Regions from separate parts of the Sus scrofa genome. Here region 1 is linked to region 2. A link is a contact called in public HiChIP or PLAC-seq data. All regions are on one chromosome and are shown on one strand. Each heading gives the region's core, a stretch centred on a gene start, on an enhancer-like site or on the middle of the called end of the contact. The rest is flanking DNA. Distances are from core to core; before and after follow the strand shown.

The links. HiChIP or PLAC-seq counts read pairs in DNA pulled down with a chosen protein or histone mark.
Region 1: an H3K27ac HiChIP or PLAC-seq map of alveolar macrophages shows a contact between it and region 2. The contact joins two enhancer-like sites. A contact is called at or near these places in 1 of 5 promoter capture datasets (liver), 4 of 47 Hi-C or Micro-C datasets (alveolar macrophages, embryonic fibroblasts and skeletal muscle) and 2 of 2 datasets of contacts at active chromatin or transcription factors (alveolar macrophages and skeletal muscle).

What each region holds. Positions count from the first base shown.
Region 1 is chr2:150,147,220-150,151,100 of Sscrofa11.1, reverse strand. No RefSeq gene overlaps it. Among named protein-coding and RNA genes, the nearest start is that of SH3TC2, 99 kb to the left of the region's middle. Within about 2 kb of position 2,145, at least 18 of the 83 cell types and tissues checked have an H3K27ac peak or open chromatin away from gene starts, as enhancers often do. A contact at or near this core is called in alveolar macrophages and liver, where this site is marked.
Region 2 is chr2:150,015,234-150,019,001 of Sscrofa11.1, reverse strand. No RefSeq gene overlaps it. Among named protein-coding and RNA genes, the nearest start is that of ADRB2, 17 kb to the left of the region's middle. Within about 2 kb of position 2,096, at least 12 of the 83 cell types and tissues checked have an H3K27ac peak or open chromatin away from gene starts, as enhancers often do. A contact at or near this core is called in alveolar macrophages and liver, where this site is marked.

The DNA.
Region 1 (3,881 bases), core at 896-3,395, 130 kb before region 2:
CGAGAGCTGCTCTTCGAGGTGGACTCAGGGCAGGCAGACTGCAGGTGACCTTCTCAGTGGGTGAGAGGGTTTCCTCTCTCCTCTCTCCTAGACCAGATTTAAAGCGTTACATTCAGTGTATGGTGAGGGCTGCTGAGTGCAGGGGTGCTCCCTGAGAATTTTATAGGACAAAGGGTCCTTAAGGGGTGGGGCTGGGCTCCCCCCCGCCACTGAATTCCTTATCATAGCAGGTTATCCAAGGATGTGGGATATGCAGAAGTGTCTACAAGCTTTCTAGGTTTTGTTTGGGGTCTTGGTGGATACTTCTGCTAAAATAACTTCTTCTTTTTTTTTTTTTATTTTCCCACTGTACAGCAAGGGGGTCAGGTTATCCTTACATGTATACATTGCAATTACAGTTTTCCCCCCGTAAAATAACTTCTATAACACATGAAAAATGAGTGGGTAGAGAAAACAAAAAAAAAATAAAAGGAAAAAAAATTGATATTTGCTAATGAAAGGGGTCACGGTGTCTGCCGGTTTGAGATGGATTTTGATGTCTTCCTATCCAAAAGTACGATGGGGTCGAGAGGGTTTTAATCATGATGAAGAGCAAGTGTAAGAATTGAGTTAGTTAGTTTTTGATCCTCACCCCGTACTTGTCTGGCCAGAAATGCAGGGAATTGGGGTTTGTTGTTGGCTCTGCCCTTCAAGGGCTGTTCATCCTTGGCCTGCTCACCACCCATCTCTGGGCCCCAGCTCCCTCTAGAAAATGAGAGGCTGGATTAGACATGATTTCCTAAATCCTGTGACTGATTATTACAACATGAAAAACGTGAAGTCACGTAAGAGACAGTTGTGCAGAATTTAATTCCCCTTTAATCCTCCTGGCTAAGGAAAGGAGAACATCCCCCAGGAGTGTTAATGGGTGTTTAGCATCCTTTAAGCACTTTCTGACTTCTACACAGTGAGAGCTGGCTTCGGGCCAGAGTCTTCCTGAGGCTGTGGACGTACGTCCAGGTGAGAAGTTAATCATGTTGGCTTATTTTTCATTTGCTTATTTTTATGGTTGCCTTTTTTTAAATGACAGTTTGATCCTGGTTTTCCATTTACGACAGTAATGTAGTTTTCTCCTACAATGAAAGCGTTTACGCAGATGAGAACATTTGAAGGCGCCTACAATGTAGTATTGGAATATAGCAAAAGCCATGGTACTTCAGTGGCTGCACTCGGGAAAACGCTGTGGCTTAGATGACTCTTGGTGCCTTTCCAGCTCTGTGGGCCCGTGGATGTGAATGCTGTGATTTCAGGCCAGAGCATAATGTGTCTCCAGCTGTCTTAAATGTAAGCTTTGTGTGCACAATAAGTGTATGTGGCTTTTGGCCACTGTATCCAAAGCATCTGGTTCAGTGGGTGGCCCATGGTCGAATTTCACTAAATGATTCTCAAGGAACAAAGGCATGACTCAGGTGGAAAACAGTGCATTGTGACGTCTTTTTATGTTTAGGGGCAAGAAGGGACCCCCTGCATTTCAGACCCGTGGAGTAGTGAAGTCACAGGTGGCTGCTCATGCGCGTGCGCACACAGACAAACAAGCTTTGTGCTTTGAATGTTAAACTAAGTTGAATTTTTGTGATATTGACATTTGCAGAACACATATAATACTATTTTTGTTTTTAGTTTTTAAAATAATGTGGCTCTTGACATCTTAGATCTTCTTGGAGAAAGGCAAGGTTTAAATAATGAATGAGTGAACCAGGAAAGAGGTATTTTATTTTGAGTTTTCCTGGTTTTTAAATCCCATTGGCTCTCTGCTTGGAGTATTTTTAAACTGACTGGCTGTTTAGTTCAAATTATGCTTTAAAAAAGTTTTGGCGCGGGCTCTAGACCTAATGTTTTGCTGGGTTGGCGTTTGGGCGTGTCACCAAGCTGCTTTGGCTGGGTGGCAGTTAAACACAGCCAAACAGCTGATCCTGCCGGGAGAGTTAGTGATGAGAAGATTCTACAGAAACCATGCCTTGGCCTGGATCCCTGCCCAGCAGGAGCATCTCACAGGGTCCAAAGGAGACCACCGGTTTCAGGGGAGCCATCAGTCACCCTCGTCCAGCTCTGTTTTCTCTTCCCTTCTCCCCTCGGAGCTGTGGATGGCTCTGGCTTCCAGTTGTTGGGAACTGCTGCCTCTGCAACCAGTTAGGGGGACAGAGAGCAGAGACTGGGCTTTCTCGGTAGCCTCACCTCATGTTTCCAGTGAAGCCTGGTCCCCGGATGAGGTGATGTAAGAGGACCAGAGACCAACTTTCAGGTGGAGCCATCCTACTCCCTCAGCCCATTTGGTTTCGTTTGTTAGTTCTTCTGAGGGCGGAAACATCAGGCATGAGGTCAATGGAAGCAGAAGTGTTTGCCTGGTCGTAAAAACTTTCCGGTTACATAAGCAGCACCATAGCTATTGCAGAAAGAGCACGTGGTGTACCCCCCAGTGTGAATAAAACATAGCTCCTGTGTCCCCCCCATCGGATTCACTCCATAAATACTAGTGTTTAACTCTTTCCACAGTAACTGGCTCCTAGTAGGTCTCAGTAGGTGTTTGTTGAATGAACAAATGATGGCACTGGCGGCTTTAGAGAGAGGAAACTAGAGGTGTCCAGGCTGAGGATGTGTATGACCAAATTAGGGTACTGATACTCCCAGCAAATGTTACAATATAAACGGAACTGAGCTCAGAGATAGTGATTTATTTTTGTTGTTGTTATGACTATGCAATTAAAAATTTTTCATTGAAGCATCACTGATTTATAGTTAATTTTTACTGTACAGAAAAGTGATTCAGTTAGACATGTATATACATTCTTTCTTTAATATTCTTTTCCATTACAGTTTGTAACAGGATACTAGATATAATTCCCTGTGCTATACAGTAGGACTTTGTTGTTATCCAGTCTGCATATAATAGTTTTCATCTGCTAACCCCAGACTCCCAGCCCATCCCTCCCGCACCTGCTCTCCCTGCTGGCAACCACAAGTCTGTTCTCTGTGTCTGTGAGTCCATTTCTGTTTCACAGATAAAGTTCATCTGTGTTATATTTTAGATTCCATTGACAAGTGATATCATATGGCATTTGCCTTTTTCTGAGTTACTTTATTTAGTGTGATAATCTTTAGGTCCATCCATGTTGCTGCAAATGACACGATTTCATTCTTTTTTATGGCCGAGTACTGTTCCATTGTGGACATGAACCACGTCTTCTTAATCCATTAATCCCTTGTTGGGTATTTAGGTTGTTTTCATGTCTCGGCTATTGCGGATAGTGCTGCTATGAATGTAGGGTGCGTGTATCATTTCAAATTATAGTTTCATCTGCATAAATGCCCAGGAGTGGGGTAGGGCAGCTCTATATTTCGTTTTCTGAGGAACCTCCACCTGTTTTCCATAGTGGCTGCACCAGCTTACATTCCCACCGACAGTGTGGGAGGGTTCCCTTTTCTCCTCACCCTCTCCAGCGTTTGTTATTTGTAGACTTCCATACGATGGCCTCACTGACTGGTGTGAAGTGGTACCTCACTGTAGTTTTGATTTGCATTTCTCTGATGATTAGTGATACTGAGCATCTTTTCTTGTGCCGGTTAGTCATCTCTGTGTCTTCTTTGGAGAAATGTCTGTTTAGTTCTACCTATTTTTCAATTGGGTTGTTTGCTTTTTGGTGTTGAGTTGTATGAGCTATTTGTATATTTTGAAGATTTCAGCCCTTGTCAGTTGTTCAATTGCAAATATTTGTTTCCATTCCACGGGTTGTCTTTTCATTCTATTTATGGCTTCCTTTGCCAGGCAAAAGCTTGTAAGTTTGATTGGGTCCCACTTGTTTATTTTTGCTTTTATTTCTGTTGCCGTGGAAGACTGACCCAGG
Region 2 (3,768 bases), core at 847-3,346:
TCTGTGTCTGTGGAGACTGAGGGTGGGACTGGGGAGGGAGGTGCAATAGATAACAGCAAAGAAGTGAAAATAGAAATTATTAGCGTTTTCAGCAACTTCTTTGGAGGGGGAAGAGGAAGGATATGAGAAGAAATCAGGAATTGAAAGTATAGGTGGCAAGGCTTGAACAAATGAGGGAGCTGTGGGAGAGAGGACAGCTTGCTGAAGCAGCTTCTGGGGCCTGTTTGCTCTTTGCAGTGGACATGAGAGCATGTGTCTGCCGAGGGGCCTTTCTGACAGTCCAGCCCATTAACAAGCTATAAACCATTCCGCCTCAGAACTGGAGTGGCTTTGAGGATTGCCTAGCTCAGCAGAGCCCCCGCGTCCACAGAAGGGCCTCAGCGGCAGCCACAGACATAGGGAGGTGGTGGGAAATCCTTGTAGCTGCTTTCCTCAGCCTCTGCGTAAACCTAGATTTAGATTTGGGTAAACCTTCCATTGCTAAAAAGATATTCCAACCCTCCCACAATGTGAACGGGGAGACAGATCCACAGTGAGAAAAGTGAGAGGAGATATCACAATGATAGTGAGAGAAACGGGTCAGAAGCCAAGGCTTTCGAGTCTCATCTCCTACAGCTTTGTGTTCTTATGTGTTCGTTGAGACTGAACAGAAGAGGAGCAGGTCTGCGGGCCAAGCTCAAATTTCAGTGGCTGAAGTTGAAAGGAGATGTTCCTAGGAAAAAAATACTAGACTTGCAAAGACCAAAAAGGAGAAAAAAAATCAGAGTGACATAATGATAGAAGAGAGTAGGCAGCGGAGGAAAGTTAAGCCTAAATATTTTTGAGCATGAATTGCACCATAAAGTGGAAACTTACGAAACTGAATGGCAGGGATTAAGAAAATATTAGCTGGAGCAACCCACAAATACGTTTTGATTACCCACTGTGGACCTGACACTTTTTGAAGCTGATTCAGTGATGAATAAATCAGCTCCAGTTCCTGCCCTCAGTGAAGTTGCCGTCTGGTATACAGTTGGCAGTTTGCACACAACAAGACCATGCATTTATTTATACAAACTCTCATTTGACATGCCCTTGTAAGGTATCAATAATTTGCAAAGTGCAACAAAGCCTGCCGGGCCCTGTTTGGCATAAAAAAGATGTTGGCCTCGGCCTCTATAAAGAATGAAACTAGCCCTCAAGGGCAGCTGATGAGGGGGAGAGACCTCAGGCACTGCTTCCTGGTTATGGTTATGGGAAAGTGGAGGAGAGGCTGGATAAACAGCAGCCAGGGGAGCAAAGTAGAGTGTTGCTAAGATAAAAGGAAAAGGCGGGGAACAGAGCTCTTGGTTGGCAGTGGAGCTGACTGCTGATGGGCTAAGTGGTTGAAGGAGCCAGTGGGTGACCATGCAGCTCAGAGGAGGCAGTACAGATTCTCAGACCTGTGGAATCTGAGAACTGTCCAGCTCACCGCACAGAGGAGGAGCCTGGGGCCCGACAACACAGCAAGTTAGAGCCATGCTGAGGGCAGAACCCAGGATTTTTCTTACTGCTCCATCCTGCCCCGCTAAAGAAGTATCAGTGCTTAAATGCGGGATGTTTTGGAGGTACATAGACCGGGATCTGCATCCTAGTTCTGCCACATGCTGCTGGCTTTATGCTCTTGGGGAGCTTTTTCCTTAGCCTTGATCCCTCCATCTGTACAGTGGTATCGTGGTGGCTTATCTCCGACACGCTCGTCAGTGACGCCTTTCCGCCTGTGTGCGCAGGCCATCGCCCCTGCAAAGATGTGCTTTATTCTTCACCCCCTTGAATCTGGTCTGACTTGTGGCTGCTGTGACCAGTGGATTCAACAGAAGTGACCCGCTGGCGTTTGGGGGGCTAGTCTCTATGAAGACTGGCGATTTCTGCTTGTCTCTCACGAATGACTTTGCTGGAATGACTTCCGCCATATAACTATCCAGAGACCTCGTGGGAAGATCGGGGCCTGGGAAATGTAAACAGCAAATGATAGCTTTTCCTTTTAATAAACTAAAAGCAAACAGGTCCCAAGTACCCCCATCAGTCTCTTATGGGACGTGTCCCCCTACTGGATGCTTTTGCAGACTGCACAGGACAAATCCCACTTTTCCTCCAGCCGTCCTTGCGGCATGCTCCCAGTACACCGGCCTTCTCAGTGCTCCGTGTGACAGGTATTTGCACGCCCTGTTCTCGAGGCCTTGCCTCCTTGCTGACATCGTTAGTGCCTCCTCATCTCTTAGCTCTCGGTGAATCATCATCCTCTGGACGTTGAGGCCCCCCCCCGGGACACCCCCCTCCACCCAGAACCCACTTCCCTCTTTCCTATTGCTCATCTCGGTGTTGCAGCTTTGCATTTGTCTGTGAGGCTTTTCAGTCAGTATCTTTCCAGAAGACTCTCTTAGGGGAAGTACAACATCTTTTTGCTTTTGCTTATCACTCTGGCGCCCCAAACTAGGACCTGCTGGAACTATAGACGCTCAATAAATACTTTTGGCCTGCAAGCCAGCCCACTCCTGATCCTTTTGTGTCATATCTTCTTCGGACTATGCATCCCCAGTCCCTTCAAGGTGTAGGGCTCCTTTCTGACTCTTCTCTTTCCTCCTTCTTTTGGCCTCAAGTCCAGGTTGTTTGGCCCACATGCTCTTTCCTCCCTGCCACCTTCTCAGCTCTGACCTCAAGGCCTGTAATCAGTGGCTTGTTTAGTCTTTTTGCTATTTTGGGAGGAGGCGTCTTCTAATATTAAGCGGTTCCTCCTCCACAGTTGTGTGTTATCAAACAAGGCACTTCCTTCCTCAGACTTGAACAGTGAGTCCCTAGGGCTGCAGGCAGAACTGCAACACGGGCACCCCTCCTGCATGCCCAGCCCCTCTCTATATCAGTTCTCCCAACACCACACCCCCTCCTCTCTTCTCCAGCTTCCCTCTCTGCTGCCCCAGTTAGGGTGCTAATCATCCCTCACCTGAAATACTGTCTTTTCACAGCCTCTGGTCTCTCTCCATGCCAATCTCTCCTTCACATCAGCTGTCTCAGAAATTTCCTCGGGAGTTTTCTGCTCCTGTTACTTCCTGGCCTAAGACCTCTGTGAACTCACTCCTACCCTCTTTGCCTTTAGCAGAGGTGGCAGGTTGCTGGCCACGGGCCACCTGTGGCCCACGTATGTCTTTGGTTTGTCTTAGAGAGTTAGAACAGTAATTACGCACTAACATTTAAAAATTGGGGGACTTTCATGTATCTGTATGCTCAGCTTCTCTTGCTGTGTACTCACACTGGAAAAGTGGGGGAGTGGGTTGGAGGTCTGCCATCCTTGGGGTGTGTGGTCTTGAGTTTGCTGCAGCCTCCAGCGCTCTCCAGCATCCCCGTCCTTCAGACCAGTATTCAGCTGCCATGTGCGACTGCACTTGCAGTGGTGCATCTCGGGTGTTTTCACGTGATATCCTACTTCCCTGGTTTCTGTAGGCCCTTGAATTACCACCTGGTCCTGGCTTGTAAGAATTCTTTATTTCAGAGTCTGTTAAGAAGTTGAAAAGGAGGAAAAGGAAAAGAGTAAAGAACATTGTCACCAGTCAGACTCTAGTAGTCTGGTAACATTTGTCATTTACAGAGAAATCTTAATTTTGTGTATGTGGGGTGAAATTATGGTTACTTTTATTTTCTTCTATGTGCTTTCCGAAAGTTCCCAGACTTTCTATACTAAACATGCATCCTTCTTGCAAAGCTAGTATTAGGTAAAGGACATACCTGCAGACCTGTAGCTGTGTCTGGTAAAAT